Regions from separate parts of the Mus musculus genome. Here region 2 is linked to region 1. Evidence: chromatin contacts called from public promoter capture Hi-C data. All regions are on one chromosome and are shown on one strand. Each heading gives the region's core, a stretch centred on a gene start, on an enhancer-like site or on the middle of the called end of the contact. The rest is flanking DNA. Distances are from core to core; before and after follow the strand shown. Region 1 holds the start of Elovl4 (elongation of very long chain fatty acids (FEN1/Elo2, SUR4/Elo3, yeast)-like 4). Region 2 has its middle 8.0 kb from the start of Gm22830.

Region 1 (2,700 bases), core at 92-2,591:
TGCTAACATCCTCCGTTGCTAGAATACAGGGTCACACTGCAAACACACAACACAAATTTAAAGCCCCAAACTATTCCCTGGGATCCTTTAAACTTAACGTTTAAGGTCTCGGAAACTTTTTAAAGCAACAAAGCAAGTGAAGAAATGTTAAAACGTGAACATTTATGTTACAATTACTTCTGCTAGGAAAACTAAGTCACTCAATGACAGCCCTGCTCTGCAAACTCAACAGCTGAAGGGAAAGTTCGCTAATTTCAGTACACTGTACTTATGCTTATGCAGGCTTCTGAGCCATCCTCTAGGTGCTGCTGCGGAGACCCCCAGCCCAAAGCCTGCCTTCTTTCCCCTCCCCCTGACGGCACTGCACTGCGCAAAGCTCTCGCAGAGGGTAGCCTAACAGATTTGCTACTGGGAAACCACAAAAAAACTAACGTTCTTCAAGAAGCTAAATAATGTTATTTTACTTTTCAGTCGAAATTATACTACAAAGAGGTTAGCTAAATGGAAGAAGATAATGAGTGGTTTGTCAAAGTCTTCAAGGAAGCTGAAGTAGCGGAGAGACAGGTATAGTCGCAGCCCTCGTCCGCCTCCAGGCCTATCGCTCTATAAGGAGTACCAGTGCATAAGATAATAGGCGAGCTCGGGAAATGCGGGCGTCAGGGCAGGGTGGTTCCTTGGCTGCACTGGTAGCATCTGGTTAAGTCAGCTCCTGCATTCGCGGAGCTGAAGAGATGGGAGTGTTGAGGGGATGGGGGGTGGGGGGGAGTACGCCTTGAGAGTCTCATCTGATTAACCAGTGCACAACCGCGAGGTCCGCGGCGCCGCATCTGCGGGGACCCGAGCGCCCCCAACAGCCTCAAGGCGCTGGGTAGGGGGCGCAGGGCCTTGCCTAGCGCTGAAGCCGGGGACTGGCGTCTGAGCCGTGGGCAGCCCAAGGAACACCCAGAGGAGATGGGTGAGGCCCCTCGCCTGTACCTGCAATGGTCCAGGTCCAGCGATAGAACTCCACGGTGTCGTTGAATGCCGTGGACATCGCGTTCAGGACGCTGCCGGGCTCTGAGTCCAGCAGCCCCATCTTGGCGAGGAGAGGTACGAGCAGCGGCGAGAAGAGAGGCTCCGATGGACCGTGGGCGACTGCGGCGGGAACCCTGCTGGCAGCGGCGTCTCCTCCTCCTCCAGGCGCCGCGACTGGGGATGCAGGCGGAGAGCAGCGGCGAACAGCAGAGACAAGAAGCCGGAGGGCGGAGGAGGAGGAGGACCAGCCACGAGCGCCCAGCGCTGCTCCTCTCTGTCGCCGCGCGCTGCCGCAGCTCCAATCCCCTCGCCCGCATCACGTGGCCGCGCGGGGCGGGGCGGCGCCTCCTCTCGCCCCGGGCGCGGGGATGCTGCGGTCGCGAGTGGTGGCCGGCTTGCGCAGGCGCGCTAAGGCCAGCCCCGGGCCACCACCTGGGCCACAGGAACGCCGCAGGGGGACACCTCGTACCCAGTCCTCCTCCCCTGCCTTCCTGCCCACGGTTACCTCTGTTCTGCCGGATGCAACGTGGGAAACCGGACGGGAAAAAGTGGGAGTTTGTGGGCAAAGATGAAGTACGCGATGCATTTCTGGTTCTTGCCTATCATTCACCTCCATCACATGTGCTTTTGCTGTCTTCGCCTGTGGCACGTGCTTGTCACCCAGACAAGGAAATGCGGGTGGTTTCACTGTAAAGGAATGCCATTTGTCTTAAGCAGCGGCAAAGGAGAGTAGTCTGTGGTCACCCCGTAAATATTATTAGCATGTAGTTAAATCCTTGTGAGTATTGAAAACAGCGACACTGGCCGATCAAAGCAATATAATTGTACCAAATTAGGCTATTGGTAGTTCAGAGAGGATGGAGCCATAAGAATAGGCTAAAAGAGTCCACTTGCACCACATGAGATTCAGGTCAATCTGAAAGGGTGATGCTGAGGAGAAAAAGAGCAGTTGACTTGTGAGAAGAAAGCAGTCTCTATGAATAAATAGCAACAACAATAACTGCAGCAACAAAATCACACTATGCCATTTTTATAGTTTCTGACATAAAGCAAGATTTCAGTGAATGGTCCAATAACAAGTTCATATGCGTTTTATTCAGATGTGCCATCCACTTTTGTTTCGGCTTTTTTTCTCCACTTGACTGATTTAGAATGCTTATTTTAGAGGTCACTGAGTCAAATGCTCAACGTTGTTAACATGAGTACTACCTGAGCCCTAACTCTGTGCTATAAATAGCAAGTCATAAATATTTATGGTGACAAAATTATAACGCACATCACTTCAGAGCATAGTGGGAGTTGTTTAAGTAGAGAGAGCTTCGGCGAGGAAGGCTAATTAAAGGTAACTGATTTGCTATATAACTCAGACCCCCACAGCCTTCTTTACATGCTTTATTCTGAAATCAACCAAATGATATGATTTATTAATTTGTCAAATCTGCTTGCCAGAATGAAGTTTCTCAAATTAAAGAATTTCTTACACCTCAATTCCTAGTTACGAATCTAGTAACTACAAAGAATTCTAGTCAAATTTCATTTCCTTTGTTAATGTGAGTATGAGTTAGGTTTCCCTTTGCTTATGGTATTGGTTGCTACCTCTGTATTGTCTTGGAGTCTTGGATGTTTTTATGATGGAGAACAGATTCCTACCCTCACCTCACAAAATGTCACCGTCTTTGCTTATTT
Region 2 (2,700 bases), core at 94-2,593, 2.0 Mb after region 1:
AGGCTGCTTCGCCTTCCCTCCCAATCCTGCCCTGTCAGAGTTGGGTTGTAGAAGATCCCAAGCCAGAGCTTGTAATAAAGAGACCCTAATGCTATTTATTATTGCATTGGAAACATCTCCTTGGTGGTCTTTTGGGGTTCACGAACGCTTCCTGGCATAACACCTAATCTCAGCAGCAAAGTATGTTTTTTTTATTTTATTGTGACAGGCAGGGGTAAAAGAGTATAAAAAAGTCCAAAGTTTAAACGCAATAATCCCTCTAAATAATAAAATAGACTGTAGCCTTTTCTGTGCTCCAAAAAACAAATTAGATTTTCAAACTCCTGACATCAACAAGAAACTCCAGGATGGGAGAGAAAAGTGAAAACCAATCTCCACAAAAACAAATGACCAAACCAACCAAACCAAACCAGTCAAATAGACAAAATCCTTGGGATTCCAAAGACTTGTTATTAATACCTGGCGATTCTAAATCTGACCCAACGACACGGGGTTTTTAAATGTATCTGTCACTAGATGGCACTGTATAAACACAAATAACTAGGCAAGGCACTCCAGTTCATCTCTGAAATTGGTGGTTTATTACTATAAATAAGCCTTTAATGATAAACCTAACCATCTTACAAGGCAACACATCAATACTTTACATCTCTATCAATAAATGCTGACTGGTTCTGAGAATGGTTCAAAGGCAGCTTTAGGGTTGTTACACGACAGACAGGAAATTGAATTTTAAAAAAGGTAAGAAAGTTAGCAATATAGGAGAGGGGAGACAGGAAAGAGAAATAAATTCATGAGAGAATGCATAATTTGAATTTCCTTTGGTTCCCATTAGGGCTGCCGGAGCCTGGGAAGATCGTGGGCTTAGTGTTCTATCAGTAACATATAACTCATTCCTTTGCTACATCAGGAGGATTGGAGCTGAAAAGCCAGTGCTGGCAGAAGACAAGGACGGATTACACATGCAAATAATCCCATAGCTCTTGGACTAAAGGAGACAGTTCGTCTTGTAATATTTCTTTTAAGTGACACACAGAAAGCTTTGGCGGGTTGCTATTAAAAAGCAACATTATAAGATTAAAAAGCACAGAGAAAGAAAGGATGTTTGAAAGGGGCACTGCAAAACTGTGAGGAAAAATCAGAATATGGATAACTACAGAGTCTGTATTATTCCACTTTTTTAAGTTAAGAGAAAGGTCAGGAATTTAGAACAGTTTAGGAAAGAAAGGTTAACTGTATTTGGAGCCTCGGGAATTGAGAACATCTGGTTATAATCACACAGAAAAATATGGTTGAGACTTGATGGTGGGTAGGGATAACCCAGACCATCTGACTGTGTGCACTCCACTCTTCAGGAACACTGGGGCTGTATTCCACACAGGTGGTGTGCCACCAACTGCTATCTCTCTGCACCACTTCTCCAGAAAGGGAATGTGCGCGCGCACACACACACACACACACACACACACACACAATTTTAGGATGTCAAATGTCAAAGAAGTGAAGAAGGCCATCTCCATTCCTGCAGTGGCCAGTATGACCAGTCTAACAATGCCAGGGAGGAATGGAGAAATGTGAAGAACACTGGTTTATTGAGCTTTCCTCTTGCACACATCCACCCAGTAAACTCTCTCCTCTTCCTATGTGTTTCAGCCTACAAACACTGTGTCCTTTCTGACAGAATGTGTGTCTCTCAGCAGCGGGGAATACCTTGGTACCCAGAGCACCTATTAAGAGGGGCAGAAAGAAAACCAAAACAAAAGATGGATTAACCTCCACCCTTATTTTTGATGACAAGAACTTAAATTTTACTTCCCATTTGCAACAATTCTGTTCCAAAGATACATTTACATTAGGAAAGGGCTTCATAGTCATTTGAGTTGCTTTAGAGAAAACATGGCGGCCATTAAAGCTGTGGTCAGAGTCCATGATGGAAAAACAGAGCGCAATGTTTATTTGTTTTTTTCTCTCGCTAATTAAGACAGAATCTAATACAGAATGCTGAATTTCAGAGATCGGGGAATTGTGTTTTTACCCACAGTAAAACATGAGGTTACTACTTTAGAAAGGCTTTCGGCTCATTAATCTTGACGCTAGTATTTAAAATAATTTAGTTTCCTTGGTAAATGGTCTGTAGATTCTTGAAAGTGCTGTTAGCTAAAATATTATTAATGTGAAAATGCACTCAACATGTCTCATAATTTTGCTGAGAAATGAGACGTGAATGATGCGTTTTATGGTAGGGCGAGCTGGGTGTGGGGGAGAGAACATGACTGAGATGTGTGACTCAATTTATGAGAGTTCTGAGTGACACGAAGGAGGCAGATCACCAGATCCACACACAGTTTCAACTCTGCTACGGATTCCCACTCAGCTCATTATCCTACCCACTTCTCTTCACTGTGACAAAACACCAAGATCAGGGCAACTTGGAAAAGGAAGTGTGTGATTGGGCTTATGGTTTCAGAGGGTCAGAGTCCATGGTGGTGGCGCAAAGGCATCACTGCAGGAGCAGCCAGGGCTCACATTGGACAGTAAGCAGGAGGCTGAGAGGGGAATGCTGGGAACAGTGAGAATCTTTGGAAGTGTCATCACCCTCCCCCAGAACTCTCCCTTCTCCTAACCTTTCCCCAAACAGTTCCACCAACTGGGGGCCAATTTTCTTTTTTCTTTTTTTTTTGTTTTAATTTTGTAATTATA

What was found. Promoter capture Hi-C pulls out the DNA fragments that hold promoters and counts their contacts.
Region 2: a promoter capture Hi-C map of second pharyngeal arch cranial neural crest shows a contact between it and region 1. The contact joins the enhancer-like site here to the promoter of Elovl4 in region 1. A contact is called at or near these places in 1 of 39 promoter capture datasets (second pharyngeal arch cranial neural crest) and 1 of 115 datasets of contacts at active chromatin or transcription factors (astrocytes).

What each region holds. Positions count from the first base shown.
Region 1 is chr9:83,804,964-83,807,663 of GRCm38.p6, forward strand. It overlaps Elovl4 (elongation of very long chain fatty acids (FEN1/Elo2, SUR4/Elo3, yeast)-like 4), which reads right to left and starts at 1,342. Exons shown (of 6, transcript NM_148941.2): 1 at 976-1,342. The coding sequence starts at 1,075.
Region 2 is chr9:85,779,133-85,781,832 of GRCm38.p6, forward strand. It overlaps the pseudogene Gm5619. Among named protein-coding and RNA genes, the nearest start is that of Gm22830, 8.0 kb to the left of the region's middle. Within about 2 kb of position 1,344, at least 4 of the 459 cell types and tissues checked have an H3K27ac peak or open chromatin away from gene starts, as enhancers often do. A contact at or near this core is called in second pharyngeal arch cranial neural crest, where this site is marked.